Linked DNA regions of Drosophila melanogaster: region 1 is linked to region 2. A link is a contact called in public Hi-C data. All regions are on one chromosome and are shown on one strand. Each heading gives the region's core, a stretch centred on a gene start, on an enhancer-like site or on the middle of the called end of the contact. The rest is flanking DNA. Distances are from core to core; before and after follow the strand shown. Region 1 holds the start of CG9175. Region 2 holds the start of Kdm5 (Lysine demethylase 5).

The links. Hi-C and Micro-C count contacts between places; a contact is called where the count stands out from the background.
Region 1: a Hi-C map of the Kc167 cell line shows a contact between it and region 2, with 7 times the contacts expected there. The contact joins the promoter of CG9175 here to the promoter of Kdm5 in region 2. A contact is called at or near these places in 10 of 107 Hi-C or Micro-C datasets (the D17-c3 cell line, the Kc167 cell line, the ML-DmBG3-c2 cell line and 4 more).

The regions. Positions count from the first base shown.
Region 1 is chr2L:6,095,141-6,100,317 of dm6, forward strand. CG9175 reads right to left here and starts at 3,826. Exons shown (of 5, transcript NM_164681.3): 1 at 3,793-3,826; 2 at 3,416-3,697; 3 at 2,404-3,351; 4 at 2,171-2,333; 5 at 1,558-2,113. The coding sequence starts at 3,556. The coding sequence ends at 2,028. Kr-h1 (Kruppel homolog 1) reads left to right here. Exons shown (of 4, transcript NM_058119.5): 3 at 1-13; 4 at 98-1,358. The coding sequence ends at 416. It overlaps CG45075, which reads left to right. Exons shown (of 4, transcript NM_001298735.1): 3 at 1-13; 4 at 98-1,358.
Region 2 is chr2L:5,996,417-6,001,373 of dm6, forward strand. It overlaps Kdm5 (Lysine demethylase 5), which reads right to left and starts at 3,085. Exons shown (of 5, transcript NM_001298720.1): 1 at 2,882-3,085; 2 at 1-115. The coding sequence starts at 74. Tsp26A (Tetraspanin 26A) reads left to right here and starts at 3,812. Exons shown (of 5, transcript NM_001273190.1): 1 at 3,812-4,183; 2 at 4,248-4,328; 3 at 4,389-4,667; 4 at 4,743-4,853. The coding sequence starts at 3,896.

The sequences.
Region 1 (5,177 bases), core at 2,576-5,075, 99 kb after region 2:
TGCCCAAATATGAGTGAGTATTTTGGTCCCCCAAGCCGGATGCTTGTGTTTTTGTCTAAGAGTATAACTAAATCGAATTGCTTACTATTCCCATCAGATCCGCTCTACCCAATCCGGACGTTGTGCGACGCGTGGAGGCGGCCATCGGCCTGCGTTCCAGCACGGAGTCGCCGGAACGTAGCTCCTCGCCGGAGAGCGACTCCCTGATGATGGCCGACCGGAACGTGATGACGCTGCCGTTGCGCAAGCGCAAGCACTACATGAACAAGGGCGACGACGGTCAGGTGGATTCGGAGAAGGCTAGCGGAGATGGCACCTCCGCCGCCGGTGGTGCCGCTTCCGTTGGCGCCGGGGATGGACCCGGGTCCAAGGTGATGCGAATGAGCTCGGTCATTCAGTTCGCCAAGGCCTCCTAGGGGTCCAAGGCCGATCCCCAATCAGCATTAAGACTGTCCAAACAAATTCTAACTGAAATTAGCCTAAGTTTTTTCTCTGAGGTTCGGGGTTAGGCCTGGAAAAAGAAAGCATAGAAACGTATGGATATGGCAGTGAGATAGTTTTCCAGCAGCGAAAATGAAAATGCCAAAAGTATTAAAAAAGGGAAAAATTTGTTTTAAAATTAATATTACCTCCTATTACGTTTTATTGGCTTGATCCGAGTTTTGTTGAATGTTTGATTTGAAAATAGTTTCACCCATATTGCAAAATTTCATTTTAGTTTGGCATATACAATGTAGGTATAGTTTGTTTTCCTGTGTTGTCCACTTAGTCAAATTGCAGCAATTGGCATTATGCGTATTAAGCATTAGCATATAACTAAGTTAATTATATATAAAAGATCACTTAACGACGCCCAAACCCAAACCCAAACCCAAATCCAAACCGTACACAATAATAAGTTACGCGCATAACTACATATATACACATATTAATGAGAACGAAAAACCATGGCCATATTGGCGCTTAATATTTATAAAATACATATAATACTTATTTATTATGAACTCTGCTCGCCAAACTTCTTCCTTCCCCTCCACGATTAGTGTCAACGGCATCTTTGACATCATGTACCCATCATTTTATATGCATTTTATACACTAAATAAGGGAAAACTGAGGAAAAAGGATCGGTAACTTTAATTTTACACACGGAGAATATTGAACTGATAAACAAGAAGAAAGCAAGCATAACTACGTTTATATACATTTTCAAACCAGAAGATAACAAATATAATTAAGAGCGTCAGCATAGTTTTTGTAAACGCAGAGTTAATACATAGATTTAAATTCTAAAATCAAATATTGCATGAAAAAACGCAAATGAAATCTGAAAATCAATAAACAAGCGTGAAATAAACCAATTCGGTGTATGTGTATTTTAATGGGGCGTTTTAATTTAAAAAACTTACCCATTTCGCTTGAGAAATCGCAGATGAAGTAACTCGATCCAATTCGGTGATGAAAATGTAGATGCACCAATGTTGGAGGTTAATAACCCTCGTTGGAATATTTTACCATGTTTGCCACCTCATTGAATGCGAATAAAACATCGAAATTTCATTACTGAATGCATTTTTATATATCATTCACTTGTGACTATACGAATGGTGTGCTAAACCCACCACAGTTCGATTAGCTAACATTTTGATTATAAAAATGGTTTTACAATTCATTTGACTGCTTCAACTAGACGCAGTCAGTTTTCCTGTCTGCCTTTGTATAAATGAAATATTAATTAAATTTTAAAAATCATGTACAACGGGCAAAGCTGCCAAACGAGCAAGGCTTCGTTTGCGGTGGCTAGAGAGATAAACAAATTATGATACAACTAAGCAAACATTGCAATTAGTATAAGAGATAAGGCAGCCGGCACAAACTATGCACTTAAACTAATTAACATGATGGAGGAGGGGTGGGACGACGCTGGGAGTGCTGGGGGGGGGAGGAGTTGTGGCTTATTGCAGAAAACTAAACCCTGTTTACAAACTAATAATGCAAATCGAATAACTCTCTTCTGGCCATTGAGCATCAGATGCCAATGTAGGAGCACAGCACGAACACGGCGAAAATCATGACAATCAGAAAGACGATGGCAATCCAGGCGGGGATTGTACCTAAAAAGAAGTTGGCAGTGAGATAATTTCCAATTTTACACCAATTTTATTGCTTACGTCTTTGGGACAGACTGTGGATGCAGACTTTGTTGTCCACCGAAATGGACAGAACGGCTGCCTCCGTGTCGCTGGAAATGGGCGGTCCCTCCTCGTTGGTAATAGGCAGGAACTGGAGGCCAGTTACGAACATGGAGTGTGCATGGGGAATGTGGAGCACGCGCTGCAAAACGTAAGCAAAGAATTGGAGTTAAGACTATTAACGTACACTTTGATTAGTTGCCTCTGCTCACCTGCAGACTGAATGCAATGTACATGGATACGCTGCCTGAGAACATCGTGCCGACGGCCACGAATCGACCATCATCCCGCACTGCCAGTGACGAGAGGCTTTCGTCAATGGCCACAGCCTGACGCAGTTGCCCGCTGGCACAGTCCCAGTGCTGCAGGAAGCCACGCTGCTTTCCCACCTTGCCCAGCGGATTGGCAATGGTAAAGAGGCGGTAGTTATCCTTTTGCGCCTCCACGGTTCCGTAGCGGCACCGTTTGAACAGGTACTTGGCCCCCTCGGGCGTTTTCCACTGCAGCTTGTGTTGCAGCTGGCCGCTGGCCAGGTCCCACACCAAGCCCTGTGCATCCTTGGAGATGCTGGCAATTAGCTTGCTGTCGGGACTGAAGTCCAGGTCATCGATCTCCTTGCTGTGTGCCGCCAGCTCGGCGGCCAGCGTCATCTGGGGGAACGTCCAGACGCGCAGTTTTCCGTCCGTGCCGCCAGTGGCCATCAGACGGCCATTACCGCTGATGCGCACCACGCGCTGCAGGGGCTCGGCGCCCTTGAGGAAGTCCGTCTGGATCACATCCGCCGCCTGGATGTCGAAATGCAGTCGCCGAAACTGACGCAATATGTCGGCGGTGGAAAGGGGTGGCCTGTGCCCGTTGGCCACTGGCTCCACGCCCGAGTGTGCGTTTCGCTGGCGCACGTTGCCGTTCTCGTGCGGCCGTTCCTCCGGAGCAGGCTTGCCGTCCCCGACGCCCACACCGTTTCCATTCCCATCCTCTTCGGATTGAACGCGCGGCTGGACGTAGTACATCTGACAGTGCGCCTCCTGGCCGGCGCACAGATAGCCCCTCCGGCCGCCATTGCGCACCGCGAAGTTCATCACCACATTGGCGCCGGTCTCATGGCGCAAAACCTCCTCCGCGCAGAAGTGGCTGCCGTTGTGGTACAGCTCATAGATCTCCTGGAAAGATCAATCGTCGATTAGAAACATCACAAGAATGCGGCGGAGCGAGCTGAGTTCATACAAAGCCGTTCGCCACTCCCGTTTTGCTGGAGCCACCGCCTCCGGCTACCAGAATGTGGCGGCTGGTTAGCATGTCCACGGCGTACAGCGGGAAGTTCACGCGGGCCAGCAGGCCGTCGCTGGGACGGCGGGTGTGGGCCATTATCAATAATATATCACAATCGACCGGACGCTGGGGGCGGAGGGATTGGGGCTGAGTGATTGACTCGAGTTTATCAGCTCTGGCCGCGGGGCAGGCACATCTAATTGGGTCTACCGCTGGCACACTCCGGCTGTTAACTGACTGGGAATTGTGGGTCGATTCAGTGGACGTTAATCATGGGAACTATTTTCTTATTGTGTTTTGGACTGAGAAAGTTGTCTTAAAAATCCACGTACACTGAATAGCGGTGGCAGGGCGAGGTATCGATACATCGATAGGCAGATTGGTGATTGGTGCCATAGCAGTCAGCTGTCTTCAGCTGATGAACAGGGCTGCCAGACTGGTGACGTGAGCAAACAGCTGATGGGCTGCAATGTTAACAGCTGGAAATATCAAAATATTCACAGCTGTTCTCTAATCGATAGGTAACTTTAAAAATTATCGCAATAAGCTTAATGTTTTTAAGTACATAATTGTTAACCATTTTTATATACATAAGAATTCAAGTATATTGCGATATTTATTTTGCAACGCGTATATTGCACCCAGTACGCTGCATAACGTGGCTTGTCTTCTTTACCTTGTACCTTAAGGTACAATATACCATGTACCCTGTTTGAAATGTTCAATGATCCACCTCATAACCAGTACCTACTGGTACCTACCTTTAAGAACGAGATAGGCTTAATTGTACTTGTAATAAAATTTTATTAAAAAGAAAGTAGACAAATTTCTCCCCTGCAACAACTTGAAAAAGGAATTCTTTTTTCCAAGTGAAATAAGAAATTATAATATTTCAGGATTGTCATTAATGCGGTGGAGCTCAGCAGTGGTCTTCCTGGTTCTTTGTTGTGACAAAATGACCTTCAATCGCTGGTGGGCGGCACAAAGGGGACTCCGAAGTCATATTTATATACTCCTTTACGTGGGAGTTATTTATGTATGTACATATATCAGACAAAGGTGTGAAACGTGTTGAACGAGTTATTGTTCAAATCTGCAGCATCTTAAATTCTCTATTAGGTGTTTCTTATTGCTATTTTCTGACTTTTGTCAACTCTGCGTTGATAACTTTATCAGATTTCAATTAAATTTCTCATCAATTTTGCCATAGATCGTATAGGCTGTATTTAAATTTAAATGGGCGTTAAAGTGAAAACTGTCTACTGTCTACGCACCTAAACTAGTTTTGTTATAATTATTTTCATAGTGCGTGAACAAGTTTTTCCGGCACTTTGATCAAATTTCACTTTTATCGAAGTCAAGGTGGCTTAAGTGATATGTCAATATTGTTAACCTGATTCAAGTGGATGTACGTATGTATGTATATTATTTATAATTATTAAATGAATAAAAAGCTTCAAAAAGGAAGACATAATCAAGTTCGTTGTCCTTGTGTTTCTTTTGAAGTGTCACAACACTCATTCGTATTTATTTGAAAAGTTTAGGATCTTACTTTTGGGATTCAACAGACTTTTTTGGGCGTACATAATAAATTCAAAATTGTCATTTGAATTATAACCGACAAAAGAAAACAAACAAAAGACGCACTGGCGCCATCTCTTTTCCACTCGCACAGCTTCCAGGTCAGCAACAACAACAAAGCCCAGCTGGTGCTCAC
Region 2 (4,957 bases), core at 1,835-4,334:
GAGGTGCCGCTCCCGACTCCTCCGCCGCCGGAGTTGGCGGCCGTCGTGTTGTCCGCCTCAGTTTTGGCGGACATAGCTTTAAGATGAGTTCAGATTAAATTTATTCCGCTCGGTTCTGAAATAGAGAATAAAAGTTACGGATGAGTTCACAACTTGGTAATATTAAATTCGCTCCGGAAAGGTTGTTTTCGTTATTAGGGTTGAAAGACCTGTCCCGGTTATTTAATTATTGTGGCAGACACACTTCTTGGCAGTTTAGCTACTTTGTATTTCAGCTTCAACTACAGTACTCATTACCTAAAGTTGCTAGTAAGAAACGGCTTATTGGCAGTTTGTTTATTCTACTTTAAACGGCATAATATACCAATTAAATTCTCCCTAATTACAACGTTATTTAAATTTGACTTTTAAGCCAATGAAAGTTTATCTAAGGTTTGTTTGCAATAACTCAATAATAATTGTAGTTACTGCAGTTTATATATGTATATATATAAATATTTCAACAACTAGGGGTTACTTGTTGTTGGTAGAGCTATTATGGTGGCTTTTCAGATACACACACTCCCGCCCCGCGCCCCTTGCATTAATTAACGATTCGTTGCCCCGTCGACAGATTTAAATTGGTTAATATCCACAAGAGAACTGTCGTCTTAGTTGGACTTTCCTACCGCTCCTATTGATCGGAGAGGGAACCCCTGCGGCCCACTGTATCTACATCAAATCGCCGCACACCTGTGTGTGTGTGTATATGTGTTGTGGTGCCTGCACTCAACCCTCGCAGGTAAACAAACAACATTTACAGAGGTGAAAACTCGACTTTGCGACGGTGCAAGTGCAGTTACCAAACGATTACTTCGGTTGTGAGGTTGTATCCAGTGCCGCCGGCGGGATCGCAGGATGGGCAACTGCACTGGACCTAGGCGAAGTAATGCCTTTCTCGCATGTTTCCCTCCAGGGGGATGTGGCTTCTCCCGAGGAGTAATAGAGAGAGAGAGAGAGAGTGCAGCGGCGATTAGCCAGCAGCACTGAATTTGTTGCATACAAAAGTGGAGCACGCCAATACAGGCACAACCCCGGACACGAACACGGGGGATTTCCTGGCCGTGTGTATGTATAACATAGCGACCAATAAACTTACAAATTCGATAGCGAACATGTATACACCAAGTGTGCAAAAGGGGATTATACTTATACGCATTGTATTCAAAACATTCAGCACACAGGACCTTCATGCACACACACACACACACTAACACAAGCACATACACTGAGCAAAAGGTGAAAGCTGTTATCTACGAATTCAGCTGACGAAATCGAGAAGCGGAAACGAAGCCATGTTGAAAACCACTGTCAACTCCAACTTCCGGCTGGAGTTCCCAACAGATTTTTCGCGTTTGTCAGCTAGACACAAGGAAGCCGCCGCGACAGAGCTTTGCTTTGGTGGTTGTTGTGACGCACACACACTCTCGCACGAATGTGGGGCGCCACTGCCACTGCTGCCACCACCGAAAAGGGAGTAGAAGTGGGTGGGCAATGTGTGCCTGCCTGACTGACTGGCGGTGCGTGCGTATGTGTGTGTGTGTATAGTTTCCCGTGTGCTTGATCAGGAAGAGCCCGCTCTCGCCTAGAGAGAGCGAGATGAGCGACGACGAGTACCGTTTTTGTGTATCAAGTGAGCAAAGTACATCGTCGACAGCGACGCCGGCAGAGGCATGCTACGTTTGCTGCTCTGCTCGGGATAATGGGATATTATTTCCCTGCGAATCCGTTCCAAATCAAAATCGGTGGATTGCGATTTCGGATTATTGATTGGGCAGCACGGCGTCGTGACAAGTGCCATTTTCCAAACTGCAGCCAGCTGTTCGCTGTTAGTGTTGGACGGGGGAAACTGATTTTCCGTTCTGCGGCCGCCGATCGCTCGGAAAAGCAGCCTAAGCCGAAAGCTTCTTTTATATAATTTCCATTTTCAGCCGCGCACACACACCCGCACGCAGCTTACACGGGCACAAACAAACAGCTTACACGGACACGGGGCACGACAGACACAGGTACGCGAATACAGGCACACACATTCGCACCGAGCATGTACATAAATATGGATGGATTTGGCGAAATTAGCACTGGATATTGGTTACTTTCCAGCAGGAGCGCAAAATTTACGCATTTGCCCTGCCATATTGCACATTTCCAACGGTGGGGGGAGTGGCGGTGAGCGGAAACAGAAAAGCTGAACTGATTTTTTTTTTTGGAAGGTGACTGCAGCACTGTACTTTTCGAATAGTAACTCCCCGCGAACAGCTCGACTGGAGCTATATATTCACTATATACTTGAAAGTCACTAAACTCAGTGGCATATATTGGCTTTCCAGGCGTGGGATCACAATATTTTTCGCTATGATGGCGACCGGGCAGCGACGCAACGCACTTTGCAGCGCTGTCGCTGCTCTGCTGGCGTGTGCAATTGGTGCGCGATTTTCCGTCCGCGGTTTTCCACCGTAATCCGTTCATCCGCGACGTGGTTCCTAACCTAGCCGCGACCTGGCGTTGTCTTCTGGCCGCATTTTCACAATTATTACGGATTTTCGGAATCCCGATTGCGCTGCCAGCAGAGGGAACACACATACAAACATTTTCCACGACTAGTGCGGGGGGTTGTTTTCGCTGTTGGCCAACGCAGAGGCTGCAATCCGCACTTTTCCTGATCTATATGCACCGACTTGGCCAGGTGGGCGTCTGCGTTTTGCTAGTTTGTTCGCTTTTCGCTGCTAATTAAACGTTTTCAGCCATCAGAAGTGCCCCTAAACTCACACACTGGCACGCACACAATCGCACTGGGTTCGGGCACTGGGAACTGGGCACCCTACACTGGGCAAAAACTCACTGTCGTCATAGGAAGTCGTTGGAAGACGCGCACGCTCGGTATGTGATCGAAATGAGTGTTCCATAAAACCACCGAGCACGGCACTGGCGAGGTGGCTTTAATGCGAATTTACTTTTCTGATTTCTTTCTCCGATGTCTGCGTTTTTTCCTGCTACATGTGTCCAGTGTGACCCGTCGTCGAAGTGCCGGAAACGTCGATCTGCCCCACAAAAGTTCGGGAAAATACCAGCCACCGTCCGCGTTGTGCAGCACTGGCCTTCAAATCAAACACAGTTTCTTATCGGCGGAGGTCGACGAATCGGATCTCGTCTTATCGCCGACCCCCCGTTTATTGTTTCGTTTCTGTATTAGATTCAAAATCAGTTCGGTCATAGGCGTTACTCAGTCTAGCCGGCGCCGCGTTTAACACTATGCCGGTTCAGGGACAGGACTTGAAACATCCATAGGATCCATCGAGCATATACGCAAGGTTTCCTAAGTACGCTTTTTTAATTAATTTTATGAAATGTGTTTCAATACAGTGGTAAGCTAAAAAAAGAAAGTTTGGCATTCTACAAGAGTGAATTATATTCTAAGTTATTAATATAAGTAAGTGAGCTCTTTTATTGTTTTTAGAATACTGTGTGTTAATTTAAGCCTTGGCTTTAAGAATTTGAATTTGTATAATATATTTAAAATAACCAGTAGACATAAGTATTTAGTTAACGGTAATGCCTATGAAATTGTTGTTGCTCAACTCAACAAATCAGCAGAAAATGAAATAAATACGCAAACTGGTTTCTGTAAAATACATTGTTTATGCAAGATCAATAAAAAAAAAACAAACATCCAAGTTTTAAAGTTCGTAAGATTGAACAAAATGGCGGTTTTCTTGGGAAACGGTATTCTTTGCAACGTATTTGGAGCCGTCGCACTGCGTGATAAAAAAAGTGCAGTCACGGTCACACTGGCGAGCAGAATTTCATACGTTTTTGTTTCCTTTTGGCCATATTTATTATTGTTAAAATTGGAGCAATGCCAGCTGCTGTGCGCAAGTTCCGCCGCGAGACCAGTGAAATCAGCTGCTGTCTGAAGTACCTTTTGTTCGCCAGCAATGTGATCCTGTGGCTCTCGGCCCTGCTGGTCCTCTCCGTTGGCATCTGGGCCTGGAGCGAGAAGGGCATGTTCCGCAACATTGCGCGGCTGCACTTCATCGCCCTGGACCCGGCCTTCGTCCTGATCATCCTGGGAGGCGTCACCTTCCTACTGGGCTTCATGGGCAGCGTGGGCGCCTTGCGCGAGAACACCTGCCTCCTGGGGGCGGTGGGTACCACATTGTTAGTGGATCCCCTCTGGACCTAGTTAATCCTTATTTTTCCGCTTGCAGTACGCCATCTTCTTGAGTGTCTTGCTTATCGCAGAGATCGGCTTCTGTGCCGTGGCCTTCGTGCTCAAGGACAAGGGCTGGGTGAGTTCCATTTGAAGGCCACTATTCTAGCCAGCCATTACTAAGGTTTGCCTTTTCCAGATCAAAGACCAGGCCACCGAGGGACTCAAGGCCTTCATTCGCCACTATCGCGAGGACGCAGACCAGCAGAATCTCATTGATTGGATCCAGGAGGATTGGTTGCAGTGTTGCGGCATTGATGGTCCCAAGGACTGGGACAGCAACAACTACTTCAATTGCTCGTCTATCGCTATTGGCAGCAGGGAGGCGTGCGGAGTGCCATTCTCCTGCTGCCGCAGACGTCCGCAGGAGGTGATCAAGAACAAGCAATGCGGCTACGATGTACGCAAGGAGGGATATGTAAGTCCGCTAGCTGTTTTCCCCCGTCTTTCCGAAATGCATATTGAAATTCACCCACGAATCGTACGCATGCAGCCGGTGGATAGGAATATACATGAGCGTGGCTGCTTGCGCGCTGGCGAGGATTGGCTGGAGGCCCATCTGATTAGTGTGGCGATTGGCTGCGTGGCTCTGCTCGTCCTGCAGGTGCAAAACATTTCTATAGTCGTCGTTGTATATTTCTTTTTGAATCTTTGAAAATTTTAAGTTTAGTGTAGTTCAGATGAGAGAATCGTTTTTAAGGTGGTCCC